Linked DNA regions of Mus musculus: region 2 is linked to region 1. Evidence: chromatin contacts called from public HiChIP or PLAC-seq data. All regions are on one chromosome and are shown on one strand. Each heading gives the region's core, a stretch centred on a gene start, on an enhancer-like site or on the middle of the called end of the contact. The rest is flanking DNA. Distances are from core to core; before and after follow the strand shown.

What was found. HiChIP or PLAC-seq counts read pairs in DNA pulled down with a chosen protein or histone mark.
Region 2: a contact with region 1 is called in an H3K4me3 HiChIP or PLAC-seq map of pro-B cells, with 4 times the contacts expected there. The contact joins two enhancer-like sites. A contact is called at or near these places in 5 of 15 datasets of contacts at CTCF or cohesin (CD8 T cells, the NIH/3T3 cell line, large pre-B cells and 2 more), 20 of 484 Hi-C or Micro-C datasets (CD4 T cells, CD8 T cells, DN3 thymocytes and 14 more) and 11 of 115 datasets of contacts at active chromatin or transcription factors (the 230-238 cell line, CD8 T cells, DN3 thymocytes and 8 more).

Annotation. Positions count from the first base shown.
Region 1 is chrX:159,674,209-159,677,883 of GRCm38.p6, reverse strand. All of the region lies in intron 1 of Sh3kbp1 (SH3-domain kinase binding protein 1), which reads right to left. Among named protein-coding and RNA genes, the nearest start is that of Sh3kbp1, 49 kb to the right of the region's middle. Within about 2 kb of position 1,558, at least 75 of the 459 cell types and tissues checked have an H3K27ac peak or open chromatin away from gene starts, as enhancers often do. A contact at or near this core is called in CD8 T cells, the SCID.adh cell line, Th1 cells and 4 more, where this site is marked.
Region 2 is chrX:159,767,866-159,771,540 of GRCm38.p6, reverse strand. All of the region lies in intron 3 of Sh3kbp1 (SH3-domain kinase binding protein 1), which reads right to left. Among named protein-coding and RNA genes, the nearest start is that of Sh3kbp1, 140 kb to the right of the region's middle. Within about 2 kb of position 1,575, at least 29 of the 459 cell types and tissues checked have an H3K27ac peak or open chromatin away from gene starts, as enhancers often do. A contact at or near this core is called in CD8 T cells, the SCID.adh cell line, Th1 cells and 4 more, where this site is marked.

The DNA.
Region 1 (3,675 bases), core at 309-2,808:
TACTCTGCATCACCTGTTTGCCTCTGCACGTAGGCTTGCTAATCACTCAGGAGTATCTAGAAACCCACAGCACCTAACCTATGTCATTTCCTTTCAATGCTCAAGGCTAACTGCACGAAGATAGGAGTCACTGAGATATCTGACTGTCTGCATTTTACAACGTCCTGTCCCACATACCAGAAAAGGCACCTAAAGGTTTGAGTCATTGTTGTGACTCTGTTGTCATCTTGGATTGTGGCAATAGCCAAAACTCCCTGGACAGGACACACCCCCACCCCAAATGGCAACTATTGTGTGTGGTGGCAAGGCTGTACCATGGAACAGAAGTTATTACCTGCTGAAAGCCAGCCTTCTCTATCAAGCAGTGTGGCCTTCTTTGGGTCACCACTGGAACCAGAACTGAGACTGTGGTCACTCAGACCATGTGACCAGGGTTGCTAATAATGCAGCCTCTTGTCCCTAGCACAATCCTTCTTTTAGTAAAACCTAAAGTTCATGTCAGTACCCCAAAGAGAAACTAGGAACTACTTGATCCCTTTATTTGTTTTCCTTCCCAATAGGCCACCTCAGTTTAATCTTTCTCTGCTCAGCACCATTGCTCATCTCTTGAATTGGAGTACTGAGACAAGTACCTGAGCCTAGGCTGTGGGACTGCTGGAGCTAGGGTTCTTGCTCTAAGACTCCAATAGCAAAGAATACAAAGAAGCTGAACATTTTTTTTTTTTGTCAAATGGACTGCTCTATAGCATGACACTTTGGACCTACCGGAGTAAATAAATATTGAAATTAATTTGAACTAGTTTAGCTTTGTTAATGTGGCTGCTAGAAAGTTTAAATTATGAGTGTGGCTTGCATTATATTTCTATCGAATAGCAACAGTCTAGAATAATGCTTAGCAAAAAAAGCAGGAAAGACCTCATATCACACAAACACGGCCAGACCCCAAGTCTGTGCTTCCAAGCGCATATCCTCATCTACAGGAAGCTGCAGGTAACTCTAGCAAATGAAGGTAAAACATTACCTACAACTTCTTTTTAAATGGTACCCTTTGGGAAACTTTCTCTGCATGAGCCCCAAATTAAAGCACTAGATGAGGTAAAGGATCTCAGAGGTGTAATTAGGACAAAAGTAAACAAAATCCCATACTTAAAGACACTATAAATTACAAAATTTAAAAATGTCTCCCCATCAGAAAAAAACACCGCCCTCCAGTTGCCTGCTGTGCCAAAAAGCCAGCCTCCACAAGTTTGCTGTAACTATTGTCTGCAGAAAAAAGCCAAAAGCTACAGTTAACAAGAAAAGCTAGAGCCGCGGGAGATAAGAGATCTGCTTAGAAATGCTAACACTTCAGCCTTCCCTATCTCTGCCTTCAAACTTGCTGAATGTCTTCCCCCCCAAAATGGGTGGGTTTTTGTTTTGGGTTGTTTTGTTTTGTTTTGTTTTTTAACTGTTAGGTTGGCTAAGCCAGCTGTCAAGCAGATAGATGGGGAACAGAGGCAATGATACAGCCCCCCCCCCCCCACTGTGGGGCTCAACCCCTCCTCCCTTGCCCCTGAACTTCCTCTATCTTTGCTCCACTTAGAGCTGCATTTCATGCTGGCTTACCCCAAGCAGCCTGCAAGCCTCATCTGGTAAAAGTCCTTTATTTATCCCAGGATTCTGGCTCCCTGACCTAGCATCCTCTGTGACTCAATACATATGTGAATGAACCAGGAAGCATGGAGGAGGATGGGAATTTCCAGTGAACTTCCTTTGTTCTATACACATACACATGTTGTCACAAAGGTCTCAGGAGGTGTGACTTTACAGCTTAAGCTTTAATCATTTCAGAAGTAGAAATGTCACATACTTGCGGGTTTACACTTTTTTCATTGTGCTCATTCTGATGGATACATTTTTTAATTTTAAAGTTTTCTTTCCATCCTGTTTGATGATAATATAGAAAACCAAGAAGTAATTTTCACCAGAAAAGATCTCATGAAAAAGAAAAGCATAATTGCTGATTACTGATGATAGAAATAACATCAGATATCATCTTGTCAAATACATTTTCTAATTTTGCAGGTGAAGAACTGAGGTCTAGAATGTTCCATGACCAAGATTTGGCATTGCCTCTCTTCCAAATGACAGATACAGACTTGGGCACCACTGGAAGAGCTTCTTCCTTGCCTTCCCCCATGTAGCAGAGTTTCTACGATATCCAGAAGTTATAGCAATCAGGAACAAATAAAAACCTCTGGTCAAATCTAAAGAGACAGAAAATAGATGAATGGTTGCCTGGAGCCAGGGATGTGGACTGATTAGGTGGGTATGCGGGAACTTTTGGGGTGATGGAAGCATTTTAATCTTAAACTGTGGGAAGAATTGCACAATGCTATAAACTTATAAAAAGATTTTTAAAAAATCTCACAGTGTACACTTCCATATGCGAAATGTTATAGCTAAATTTATCTTTTAAATATAAAAGTGGAAACACTATGTGACCCACATTTAGGAACTTGTAACTGTAGTATTTGCTCAAGTAGTTGACTATGTAGGTACCCCCAGGGAGCCCCCACTCTCCCCATCCAGGGAAGCAAGCCATTTGGAGAAGCCCCCCCCCCATGAGATCCAACCTGATGAGAATGCAGCTGACATGTCCAATACTCTGCCAGCCCATGCATGGGCACAGAAGCTAAGTGACTGCCAGCAATGTGACAGCAGCTGGAGATGGCTAGAGTGCACGCTCCACCAGAGCTCCCAGAAAGCAGCCTGCTTGCCACTTTTCCTACACTTCTTCCACCACATAAGCCACCCCAGAGCCTTTCCATGAATCATTCACCGTCTTTGATTAAGAGACACTTGGTTTCTGTTACTTACAACTCACAAACTCTGTACCAGCTTCTTCCCTACAGAAGGTCAAGTTCCCACTAGTCAGTGCTTTCTCACCAGAGTCTGGGGTTAGGGGCTTAGGGACCTGAATTTCCCCGCCTCAAGGGCACAGGAACTATGAGGCTCTGCACACACAAGCTGATCGTCATTTGTTTTTTGTTTTTTTCTTTTGTTTTGGGTTTTTTTTTTTTTTTGTGATCTTCATGAATACACAAGTAAGGGCACAAAGTCAATAAAGACATGATTCCCAAGGCCTGACTCTGGTAGGAAATTATCAGCAGCTTCTCTGAGGAAGACGGGCTCAGAACTCAGATCCCAACGACAGAGCCACTGGGTATGGACTCTGAGCATGAGGGAATCGAGCACAGGCCAGGATGGCTTCTTCTAGAACACAGTGAGGTCTGTCATGGACCCAAGAACAGCTCAAAGGACTAATTGGACATCAGCAGGGGAGGGGGAGTTGTGAATCAACACAGAACAGAGAAAAAGGCCCACCACTTCCTGACTGAAAATATTCCTGTCGCTCAAGGAACCCTGGCCTCCCAGGCCACCAGCACCTTGTATAGATAATAGGAGCTATAAGAAAACACCTGATAGCCCTAAAGGTGAATTCCAGCCTACATATTTACTATTTTATGGCATGAGGCAAAACACCTTGCCTGAGTTCACATTTTTGTTTTTAATATTGGAAGAGGGTCTGGTCCAAGGATAATGGATGAACACTGAAACTTCTTCTATACAAAGGCTGCTCTATCAACTGGCAGCCACTAGTCTCACAGGCTATTACCATGCTTTACTGTAAGA
Region 2 (3,675 bases), core at 326-2,825, 94 kb before region 1:
TGTACAGCAGTCCTGCCCCCAGAGCACAATGCTCTGATTGGATTATGCCAGAGTCTATGTTGCTGGGTGCGGCTCAAGTTTGCTCTTGTTGCAGAGGAGCTGACGATCCCTAATGACTTTCCCAAGTTAAGGCTTCATTGCCAGAAGTATGAAAAATCAAACAGGGATTTAGGTGTCTGCTGTGCTTTCTGCAGAGGGTTGGTAAGTCTAAATGCATCTTCCCACAGGAACTAAGTTGTACACGGTCATTAAGTTCCCAGACTAACCCACAGGTCCAGCTGAAATAAGGTACATCAGCCATTTTATCAAGCAAACCAAAAACAAGCAAACAAAGCCCAAACAACAAAAAAATCATGAGATCTACCACCAGACATTTTTTACTTATCAAAATAATCATGGTCCCTAACATTCAAACTGGGGATGATTCGAACCAGGCATGAAGAGGCTGTAAGCAGAATTCACCAGCCAACATGAAGCTAGCAAAGACAGCTGGCCTTTCCCTTTCCATCGCCTGCTGGCAACTGAAAACAACATGAGTAATAAAAAATATTGCTCCTTAGAGGAAACACAGGTTCAACAAGATGTGAAGAAGTAATTAAGAGTACTTGGAGCCATGAGGAGGAGGCTTTGGCTCGCCTATAGGGATTTCAGCATGAAGCTTTGTTTTGTCTCAATTAATATCTGCACCAAAAATCATGCCTATAGGTGTCTCTGTTTTTTAATAGTTATCAAAAAGAGCTGGGTGTGGTACCTCATGCCTGTAATGCCAGCACTCAGAAGGTTGAGGGAAGAGGACTATCAGAAGTTCAAAACCAGCATGGGCTGCACAGTAAATTCTAGGCCAGCTGGACTACATTGTGAGATCTTGTTACAAAACATGGAAACACACATACACATACACAGAGAGAGAGAGAGAGAGACAGAGACAGACAGAGAGACAGAGACAGAGACAAAGAGACAGACACAGACACAGACAGAGACAGACACACACACACATACACACACACACACACACACACACACAGAGAGAGAGAGAGAGAGAGAGAGAGAGAGAGAGAGAGAGAGAGAGAGAGATTGATCACCTGCCTCTGCCTCCCAAGTGCCAAGATTCTAAGATTCTGGCTATATATAATTCCTAATTGAAGAAAAACCTGGTTAGTGGAGAATAAAGCAAGGATCATTGACATGGAAACTTAAGAGCTCTCTGGAAAGTCAGTTATGTTGGTGGTGTTCTGTTTCAGTGAAACGTTCCTTCACCGGGCTGCCTTAGTCTTTCACCTGTGTCCACTTCAGGAAAACACTCCTTCACATGTTTGCCCCAGCAAAACACCATCCAACACAACTGACTTTCCAGAGAACCCTTAAAGTTCCAGTTCAGATCATGAAACAGATTCTGAGTCCAATTAGCAAATCTTAGACAAGAAAGCAGAGGGCTGAAGGGAATGTTTGCCTACAATGAGAAGCTGTGGGTCTGAGGTGGATGAAATGAGAACGAACACAGGGTCTGGGGAGCCAAAGGCAGCCTCAAAGGTGAGCAAGAGGAGAAGTTTCCTCAGAAAGCCACCAGGTGGTACCACCACTTCAAACCCATATCAAGTGTCTTTTAGGGACTGACTTGGGTGGAAATCCAGTATGAGTGTGGTGGGATACTTGTCACTCTACGTAGTGTTAACGTATTGGGGACAGGGCACAGGGGTTTCAAGGGTTATATATAATAGAAGAACAATTCTAAATACCAATTTTGTCAATGACTTACACACACACACACACACACACACACACACACACAAAGCACAGATGTGCAATAGCTACAACCCTCCAGAGAGCTGCTTTCTATCCCCTTCCACAGTTGTATCCCTAGGCTGGCAGGACTACTCACTAATGAATGAGCAAGAATAACACATTATACACCATCAACCTAACACAGGCATAAAAGCATCCTAAAAATATGGCCAGGGCTATTAGTTACAAGGTCTCAGAACGGAGGCCTCTGGAAGAAGTGCAGATGCATACCCAGATATATATGCAGGTGTGCATGCTATGAAGTGACTCTCTTTCCTACGCCCTCACTTCCAGCTTCTCATTTTCCTTAGGAAAGATCAGCTCTGGTGATAACCAATACCTTCCACACAACATTGATACCTCCTGTTAACTCTTCCCCTGTCAGTCCATAAAAGCTAGCTCTTCCGGTGAGATCAACATGGGATTTTAAACAGATCAAGGAGAATCTGACACAAAATGCCACATTTTCAGATATCTAGTTAGCTACAGGAAAATTCACATTTGAAAGGAAAAAGGCCTCCTCCTTTCTACCAGCAAAACCGCAGCTTTTGCATAGACCTTAAATAACAGATCACCAGGAAGCCAAATGAGCTCTTCTGGTTTTGCTTTGTGTGTGTTTTCCCCCAAAGGGAAGAACAGAGACCAGCATTAAGCACTCTACCACTGAGCTAAATCCACAAACACTTTTTGTATCCTTTGTTTACAGATTATTTTCAACAAAGAGCCCAAGGCCTTCAAGAGCCATGCCAGCCAGGCATGGTGGTGCATGCTTGGAATCTGGAGACTGAAACAAGGGAATCGCTAGAGAGCCTGAGGTAAGCCTGGGCTACATAAGGAGACATTGTCTCCAAAAATATTTTCCATGCCATTGAGCCTCTGAGCCATGATGTGCTTTCCATGCTAGCGTGTGCATATCTCCACACATATGCACATGCTCTCCCCCTCTCCCAGAGTCTCATGAATCAGTCCAAGGGGTAATTGCTCCATTGGTGTATTATCCCAGGCAGCCAAGATAAATGATGAAGAAATGGAAGCCTTAAAAAAAAATACATTTCCATTTCAGGAAAAGTGACAGGAGAGAGTGGTCACTTGGCCAGATCTGTTTAGGGACCAAAATGACTATTGCTGATACAACAATGAAAAGAAGGCTACACATTAGTTAAATTCTTTGGATAGCTACAGGTAGTAGTCTCAAATGGAGAGCACTTCTGTGTGGCAAACGTGAGGCCCATATTAATGTGAAGGGCATGCAAGTACCACCCATCCACATGCAAAATGAACTCTGAAGGTTTCCATGCGGATCTTTAAAGCAACAGTGTGTCACCAGGGGCAGAGCATTTATTTGGTCCTTCCACTAAGGAAGGCTTTGAGTCAGATCTGTCGGGAGGATTAAATGTACCAGAACAGAACTCACAGAGCAATGTTCTATAAAGTCAGATCCACATATCAGTACAGGGAGCAACCGTCCCCCCCACCCCCATCCTCTCTAGAATCTCATGTGAGACAGATGATCTCACCTCCCAGCATCAGAGCTAGACCTGTTACCAATAACATCCTTAAAACTGTCAGATCCTTGAGCGTTTATCTCTGGAAAGGGTACTAAAGTGCAAATGCATAACCTTAAATAAAGATGGTAAGAAGCAGTTTATCTTTCAGAAGGCAGATGCCAAAGTAGCAGAGCGGCTTAAAAAGATGATTATAAAATACATTTTGTATCAGAAGAGCATAACAATAACAGTAGTAATAGCAAAGGATAAGAAATGCACAAAATACAATAGACACTTACCAAACACTGAATTCATGATAAACTGGAAATAGAAACAAGGACACATAAAGCCAACCAGAAACCCACGGAGTGGCTTCACATTAAGAATGACAAAAGTAAATAAGAGA